Regions from separate parts of the Mus musculus genome. Here all the other regions are linked to region 3. Evidence: chromatin contacts called from public HiChIP or PLAC-seq data. All regions are on one chromosome and are shown on one strand. Each heading gives the region's core, a stretch centred on a gene start, on an enhancer-like site or on the middle of the called end of the contact. The rest is flanking DNA. Distances are from core to core; before and after follow the strand shown.

Region 1 (2,700 bases), core at 35-2,534, 520 kb before region 3:
AGTATTCATTAGTATGATAGAAGGTGTCAGACCTACAGAACAAATGGGACATATCTCTCCTAAGTATTCATTTTTTTCTATTTATCCTTACATTACAACATATTTACATAAAACTAAATCAATAGTTAAAGATCATCTAGATTTTAGACATTTCTTGCCTTAAGGAATATATTTCCCCAACTTCTAGGTCTCATTTTCCATATAGAATGCGCTAGAGGAAAGGTAAAAATATTAAACCAGACAAGCCTATGTATAAAGTTTGGAATGTTTCCGAGGAGTTTGGGCACTCTGGTTTTGGAACTACAGGTTTGTATCATATCTAGCAGGTTCTATTGGGCCCTGTCCTAGTAGCTCAGTTTGCAAAGGGAAAGACGGTTTGAGGATGTTTATTGGAGAGATAAGCTGGACAGTATGTGTGTACGTGTGTATGTGTGTGTGTTTCTTCCCTACACCCTTGTCCCTATGTCTGAGTCCTTTGTCAGCCTTTCTCAGTCAGTGAATCTGTCAGTGTGCATGCACTAAATAGAAACAAGTTCAAAAGACACTGCAACAACCCCACCTCATGAAATTTGTACAGGTTTTACTGACCTGTGGATTTTTGTCAATTGTTTCCTTATGCAGGATGGGGGCGGGGCCAGAAACTTCCAGCCCTCGAAGTAAATACTGTTCCTTGAACGGAATTACCGGGAACCCCCAAACTAGTCCAAACATTAGCAAACTGCTAATGTTCACAGAAGATTCACAGGTTAGAGTAGCCTTGAAACTCTAGTGCCTTCGAGAAATGTTAAAACTGACCTGCTCACAAAGACAATGAAGCAGATTTCTAGAAATTTAATAAGGTCGATGACTCCAGCCTTGGATACCTAGATTTGGATTTCAGAGCTCTTTCCTACCGAGAAGGTCAGCTCGTCATTCCTCCTGGCATCATGGGGCGATATGAGGATTCCCGGAGACCGAGGCCCATGCAGGCCATATCCTCTACTCTGACCGCAGACTTACATCCTTCCTCTTCCAGGGGCCCGGCGCCCTCAGGCCCCGCCCCCAGAGAGGCGTGGCTCAGCGCGGAGACCCCGGCAGGGGCGGAGCTGTCGGGGGCGCTGCTGACGCGTCGCTGCTTGGGCGAGTGACGCGGCGCCAGCCAGGCCTCAGCCCGGCTCGCGCCGCCCGCCCCGACTAAGCTGGCCCGCCCCTCGCTCCACGCCCGGCCTCCCGCGCGCCCTGTCAGACCGTGGCGGCCGCTGCAGCTCCGTGAAACGACTGGCGCGCGCACCCTGGTCCCTGCCGGCCCGCGGCTCGTTCCACTCCGCCTTCCTCTCGGCCGCACGCTCACCCGCCTGAGGCGACATGGCTCAAGCTCCCGCTAAGTGCCCGAGCTACCCGGGCTCCGGGGATGGCGAGATGGGCAAGCTCAGGAAGGTGGCTCTCATCACTGGCATCACCGGACAGGTGAGTGCGGGGCGGGGACGAGCGGCCTGTAGCCCGGGGGCACGTGGGCCGCCTCCCCGCGCAGGGCCGCTGTGCCACCGGGAACTGCGCTCCACGAGTCCCGGAAGGTGTGAGCGGCTGCGGGATGGGACAGCTTCAGCCCCAGCAGCATGGCTCTCTGATCCTTCTGGGGGTGTGAGCTGGTGGTGCTAAGCAACCGGACCACTCTGCTCCACCTGTCCCCTGGGTGACTGTAGTTTCTTTCCTGGAGCCCAAGTGAGCTCTTGGAAGGAATTTCGTACTTTGTAGATCCTGGTGCAGGGAAGGAAAGGGGCGAGGAATATGTCAGTATGTGGAGTCCCAAAGTGAGACCGACTTTTCTAATTCCAAAGGCATGAACTCCTTGGGTGAGGTAATTAGGCTGTGCTGTCTTGAATGTTGGGACCCCATGGCCTATGCTAGGCATGACTAATTTATGACAGTCATCTCATAGAGGTATGGCAACAGATAAGGCTAACCACTGCCTTGTCAAGTTGTGTAGAGTGAGATTCAGGGGTGTTGAAGTAATGTCCTTGTTACTTGCTGTAGGGCATCTGTTTTCTGTGTATCCCAGGACATCTGATGGTGGTCAATGCTAAAGCGAAGATGGTAAAGATGATAATAAAGCTAATATGGCCCACACCAGCATACTTACCATATCGGAGTTACTTGGTTAATACTGACTAGTTAGCTTCCATACAACAAAGTCCTTATTTCCAGTTTAAGATTGAGGAAAATGAGTTTGAATTACCTGAAGCCCAACAGGTAGGAAGTGTATTGTTGGGGTTGGAAGTGGTCTTAAAGTTCTCTCGTTTTACCAAAGAGCAGATACACAGTTCCCAGACATTAGACTATTTCAGTTACTAGCTACTGATCATTCTTTCAGTTATCATTGCATCTTGTTTAAGGTACTTTCGATAAATAAACGTTTACCAACTAGTAAGATAGAAGAGGTAGGAAAAGGGTCCAGGGTTGAGGATAAAAACGTCAAGTCAGGGACTCCTCAGGGGTGCTCTACCATAGAACTGTGCACCCCCCCCCATGTCACCTCTCTTTTCTAATGCTAGAGATCTTTCAGATGGTTCTCTTTTCCCAAGTTTTCAGACTGGTTCTTAAGCCCAGATGTTAACTGCATTCACATACTCTCTAAAGTAAACTTTCACTTAGTATTATCAAGAAATTGAGTTAGGATGTTGTGTGCCATGTTAGTATGGCGTATAGCAATGTAAGCGGCCA
Region 2 (2,700 bases), core at 42-2,541, 980 kb before region 3:
AAAATCATGGATATGACCACAAAGATAGCTCAAATCTCTGTCCACATCTCTGCATAAACCAAGAAAATTGGGCATTTTCTTGTGAAAAACGCCCAACAAGGGGTCTGGGGAATCTGGGGAAATGGCATGCTTGCTTGCGTATTACAAACTCCGCTCACGCATCAGGACCGCGCCCCCAGGCCTCCCTCTCCAGAGGAGGGGTCCGGAATCTAAGGACCGCACCCGGCTCAGAATACCTCCGCGGCCCTTGGCAAAAACAGCAAGAGCAGCACTCACCTTACCGCAACCTGGCGGGCCCCACAAGATGAGCGAAGGGATCTCATTGGCCTCCAGTAGCGAGCGGAGCAGAGTCTCCTGCCCTACGGCCCTACTCTGCCCGATGTAGTCCTGCAGCGTGTCTGGACGCATCTTGTCAGCCAGCGGCTTGCCCTCCAGCATCTGTCGGATCTCCTCCGCCGCCAGCGCCCGGGGATGCGCGCGGCCCGCGCTGACTCCGAACGAGGCGTCGGCGGCGTCCGCATCCCAGTGCCCGGGATCGTCCTCACCGTCCACGTCCGCGTCGCCATCGCCGTCCACCCCCGCCTCCTCCTCCTCCTGCGCCTCCGCCTCATCCCAGCTGCGCGGGGATGCGCTGCCTGCGGCGGCTGCAGCCGCTGGTCTCTTCCCCATACCCTTTCTGGCGGGGCTGCTGGAGCGGGCCACCGGGAAGTCCGGGATAAGGCGCGCACCGCTGGGCGTGGGCGGTGCGTCGTAGCTCTCACGGCTCTCGGTCTCGCCGCCGTCATCGCCCTCCTCGCCCTCGCCTTCGCTGCTTTCGGCCGCCGTCGGGGTGGCGGGCTGCTTCAGCGCCGAGCTCTCCGACAGTCGACGCCTCTTGGCGCCGGGTGGCGAGGGCCCCTTGGCCCGCTCCCCAGCGCGGTGAGAGCCGGCCGCTGGCTCCGCGTGCCCCGCAGGGTGCAGCAGCAGGCAGCGGTCCAGGTGCGAATTGATGTGCGCGGCGGGCATCATCTGCTGGCACACTGGGCACTGCACCTGGTGCAACTGCGACAGGAAGGGGTCGTCTTCCGGCCCGCTCACCTCCATGGTGGCAGCTGCCCTCCCTGGCGCCCGTGCGGCTGCACCTGCCCCTGAGAACGCCGATGCCCGCCGCTAGGCCCGGTGCCGCGCGACCCTCGCGCGGGTAGGGAGCAGGACACGCACGGGCCGAGGGAGGGCGCCGCTCATGCCTCACGTCCTGAGCTCCCGCGTCAACTCGCCCTCGGCCCGCAGCTGGCAACGCCTCGCGAGTCGTGTCGGGAAGTGTAGTCCAAAGCGGGCAGAAGACTCCGCAACCCGATGCCCCCAATCGCCGCCGGCAATTTCTCGCATTGAACTTTGGGAAATGTAGTTCTCCGTCACAACAGGCCCTCTCGTCTTCTTCGGTCCCTGGGAAGAGCCTTTCTGTGGCGCTGCTTGGATAGGCGTGGTGCGCGTGCGCATGCCTGCTCAGTACCGGAAACAACCGCCTTCGAGTAAAACCCAAGCGGAGGGAACTTGGGAACCTGGCTTTCCAGGATTTTGGCCTTCTGGGTGCGGAACTAGAAATGCTGTCATCAGGGAGAATATTTGTAATAAAACTAAAACGAAGTGGAAATACCCCAGAAGTGCCTAGGAAGCTGGAGAAAGGGCTTCGACATAAACACACAAGAGCTACACAGGTAGACAAAGTTCAATTCCGAAGGCTGCTCAAGGAAATGCAATAAAAGGGATTCCCTCCCCTGTGCCCCTTAATTTTACTTTAGGACCTGTCGCCCAAAGTACTTGCTTAATAGTTATCTCTAGCTGATATAATAGTCGTAAACTGAAAATCACCGTTGTATCCCAATAACAAAATGATGGCAGGCAGTCCTTAAAGGTATTTCCAGCAGACAGGAGCAGGAAATGAGTACAATAGGCATTTATAAATGTATATTCTCTGGGTGTAGTGCTGTGTACCTTTAATACTAGTACTCAGGAGGCACTGACAGGTGGATCTCAGAGTTTGAGGCCAGCGTGGTCTACATTTTGAGTTCCAAGTCAGCCAGGGCTACATAATACAAAATTGTATTTTTACTTTTGAAAAGCAAATTTAAAAAGTTAGTGTGGTAGTCTACATCCATGTATTACTGCTTATGATTTTATTATGCTTTTCTGTAAGTTACTCCTTGGAAAGATGCAAAAGGAGCTGGAGAGGTGGCTCAGTAGTTAAGAGCACTTGCTGCTATTGTAGGTTCCTCTTTCAGTTTGCAGCACCAGGTCAGAGGATCTGGCTCCTTATTCTGGCCTCTGGGGGCACTACACCTAGGTAATGCACAGTCATACATGCAGGCAAAACATGTAAATATAAATGTAATACATCTTTTAAAATATTTAAATACATATAGGTAGATTGAGAGGAGTGTGACTTGTTAAGTTGCTAAGGCTGGAATTCTCAACCTGTACCTGGGGGCTACCAAAAACATCAAAATTTTATTATAATTGATTATTGCTGATAATCAGAAATTAAATGTGTTAAGGGAAAGCAAAGACTTATGAATCTTGTCAAAATTTGAGTGTGTATTTACTTTACCACCCAACAGTATACAGCAAGTTACAGTAGAAACTTTTTATTTACTGTTTTCCCACTGAAGGTTTAGTTATCTTATGCTATGAAGTAAACTGGCAATAGCTAATGTGACGTGA
Region 3 (2,700 bases), core at 129-2,628:
TAAAAAAGCAGCATTGTAAAAGGATATTCAAGTTTATTTAGGGAGAGAAAAGAGAAATAAATTACTTGGTTTGTTTTTTTCACCTACACTGGCAGCTCCAGGTAGCACTGTGCTATAAACGCAAATTACTAATTCTGGTATCCTACCTTTCCTGGGGAGTCTGGAAATGGGCTTTTAGGCCTGCAGAAATAACTTGCTTCACTCTGGTGAACACTCTGGGGAGGAAGTGGGTACTTCAGCATATTGTGAAATGCAAAGCCTTTGGGAATTTGATTTATTCAAGCCTAAAAAGCAATGCTGGATGATTGAGAAGGAGAGTCCCTGAATGTCCTCTGCTTGAGTAAGAGTCAGGCTGGGAAAGGGAATCCAGACCGCCTCTGCTTGGAAGGCCCAGGTGAGCACATTGTGTGCACACACAGATAGCTTATACCTAACCCCAGCCTACCCATCTGAAATCCAGAATAAAATGCCTTTGCCTGCCGAGTTCAGGAGACTGAGAGCAGGAGAAGCCTTTTACTGCAGCATGGTTACGATTATCGGTGGCTGTCACTCAGAGGGATGGTTCACTTGTCCAATAGTGTACTGCTAAAATAAAGTGCCTTAATGTAATACTTATCACTATAAAGATCACCTCCCCCCTCCCTTCCTGCCCAGTCCCTGGTTATTTTGAGTCTTGGCATATTCATATGGTATCCTCATACGAATAGACCTAACTGGAGTTCCCTGCTTTTTTCTTCCTTTCCTCTCTTCCCTTTCATCTTATCTTGAAATTCCCACTAGTCTTGAGACCTGCAATAAAGAACTGTGAGTGAGGGCCAAGATAGAGGATTTTCTTCTCTTCTGTTTCTTGTTTGTTGCCAGTCTTCTTTCCAAGGAAACCTCTTAAATGAATAATTGTGAACTTCTCTTGCTAGAATTCTCCAGGAAGCCTGAATCCACATGTGTTTCCCCCGGTAAAGTCAGAGCCGAGCAAGCCGATTAGGCTTGGCTCTGTGCTGTATGTTAAGGCCCACTCCTGGGCCGTGTCAGTGGTTGTCAGCACTCTTCTCTGAAAGTGGACCTGTAAATAGCAGGCAGAGAGAGGTGAAAAGCTAGAGAAAGGGTCTAGACCGACAGGGGTACATGGCCTCTAATGCAGAGTTTCAAACTGAGATTTGCAAGTTTGTCCCATGAGTCGAGAAAAAAAATCCCCATATTCTAAGGAAGAAAGATAAGAGTAGAACAGACCCTTTAGTGTGGCTGCGAAAAGGAGGTTTCGGTTTAGGAGCTTGTGGGTTCCCTGCTGACTGGCAGAGAGAGCTGTCTCTACCCTAGCAGAGCCAGGGCTCAGCCCCTGCTACTGTAAGCTCTGCTCTCTAGGCTGACCACGCTGTGGTGGTGCCGATCGATCGCCTGCAACTGCCTGCCCGCCTGGGCTGTCCCAAAAGCTGGAGACTGGAGGTAGGGATCCGATCCGCTACTACGAATCCAGGCGGCCAGGCGCCAGGGACAGGGCAAAGGCTATAGAACTGATGGTAGGTAGTGGGGCCTGAGGAAGTGTAGTTTCTAGGGACCTAGCAGATGAGTCAGGGTTCTGCCGGTCGAGGATCTGGAATTACTGTTCTGCAGTGGAACTCCCCTGCCGGCATGATTTACCCGTGGCCTTGCCGAGAAGTGCAGTAACTTAACAGTTCTTACAGCAGTTCTCCTGACAACTTAATATCTAAGAAAGAAAGAAAGAAAGAAAGAAAGAAAGAAAGAAAGAAAGAAAGAAAGAAAGAAAGAAGGAAGGAAGGAAGGAAGGAAGGAAGGAAGGAAGGAAGGAAGGAAGGAAGGAAGGAAGGAAAGAAAGAGAAAGAAAGAAAGAAAGAAAGAAAGAAAGAAAGAAAGAAAGAAAGAAAGAAAGAAAGAAAGAGAAAGAGCCATCGGAGTCACTAGGACAAGGTGGGGCAGGGAATGTGGGCAGTTGGAGATGCTTACTTGCAAGGTCCTAGCTGACCCGATGGTAAGTACCTGATGAGACAGATTGGGCAAGGGGTATGACAAGCCCATGCATGCACAGCTCATCTGCCATCTCTCCACAGGACTTTCTGCAGGGAGACTGCTCCAAGGCTCAGCAGAAGCTAAACTGGAAGCCCCGCGTTGCCTTTGACGTAAGTTTTGTCTCCAGTGCATATTCTCAGAGCTGCTAGCTGTGAGCTCTTGCTGGCGGGCTGTTGTCAAACAGGAGACCTTTCAGGGCCCTGTGAGGAGGTGTTATAGGAGAGGGTGGCAGAAACTCCGCCCTTACGGTCCACCCTGAATCTTGGGTTGCAGGAGCTGGTGAGGGAGATGGTGCAGGCCGACGTGGAGCTCATGAGGACCAACCCCAACGCTTGAGCCCCTCTGCAGAGACTCGAGGGGCATGGTGACAGTGCAGAGCCAGGGAACCAGAGTCCAGTAACTCCTGCCAACCATGGACCCTCGACCTCCTGTGCTGTCCCTGTATCCAGAGCTGGGCCACAGAGGTTTGTAGAGCCTGGGACAGGACACACCAGAGCTAAGGCCGCATTGCTTTTGTCAAAGTCTCCTCCTCTGACTGGTTTCAGGAAATCAAGAAGTTTGAATCACATACTCATTTTACTTGAAATTATGTCACTAGACAACTTATATTTTGGAGTCTTGAGATTGTTTTTCTCTTTTCTTATTAAATAATCTTTCTATAAACCAGCACTAACAGAG

The links. HiChIP or PLAC-seq counts read pairs in DNA pulled down with a chosen protein or histone mark.
Region 1: a contact with region 3 is called in an H3K4me3 HiChIP or PLAC-seq map of craniofacial prominence, with 4 times the contacts expected there. The contact joins the promoter of Gmds here to the enhancer-like site in region 3. A contact is called at or near these places in 2 of 39 promoter capture datasets (hippocampal neurons and pre-B cells), 2 of 484 Hi-C or Micro-C datasets (bone marrow-derived macrophages and hematopoietic stem and progenitor cells), 11 of 115 datasets of contacts at active chromatin or transcription factors (the 230-238 cell line, astrocytes, bone marrow-derived macrophages and 8 more) and 1 of 9 other capture datasets (pancreatic islet).
Region 2: a contact with region 3 is called in a FOXA1 HiChIP or PLAC-seq map of pancreatic cancer cells. The contact joins the promoter of Wrnip1 here to the enhancer-like site in region 3. A contact is called at or near these places in 7 of 39 promoter capture datasets (the C10 cell line, the HPC-7 cell line, cranial neural crest and 4 more), 1 of 484 Hi-C or Micro-C datasets (pre-megakaryocyte-erythroid progenitors), 8 of 115 datasets of contacts at active chromatin or transcription factors (embryonic forebrain, embryonic hindbrain, embryonic stem cells and 3 more) and 2 of 9 other capture datasets (adipose tissue and macrophages).

Annotation. Positions count from the first base shown.
Region 1 is chr13:32,337,128-32,339,827 of GRCm38.p6, reverse strand. It overlaps Gmds (GDP-mannose 4, 6-dehydratase), which reads left to right and starts at 1,284. Exons shown (of 11, transcript NM_146041.2): 1 at 1,284-1,446. The coding sequence starts at 1,345.
Region 2 is chr13:32,800,621-32,803,320 of GRCm38.p6, reverse strand. It overlaps Wrnip1 (Werner helicase interacting protein 1), which reads right to left and starts at 1,291. Exons shown (of 7, transcript NM_030215.3): 1 at 277-1,291. The coding sequence starts at 1,083. It also overlaps a transcript of Mylk4 not described here.
Region 3 is chr13:31,819,574-31,822,273 of GRCm38.p6, reverse strand. Gmds (GDP-mannose 4, 6-dehydratase) reads left to right here. Exons shown (of 11, transcript NM_146041.2): 10 at 2,064-2,132; 11 at 2,296-2,688. The coding sequence ends at 2,358. Among named protein-coding and RNA genes, the nearest start is that of Foxc1, 14 kb to the right of the region's middle. Within about 2 kb of position 1,378, at least 118 of the 459 cell types and tissues checked have an H3K27ac peak or open chromatin away from gene starts, as enhancers often do. A contact at or near this core is called in adipose tissue, astrocytes, craniofacial prominence and 5 more, where this site is marked.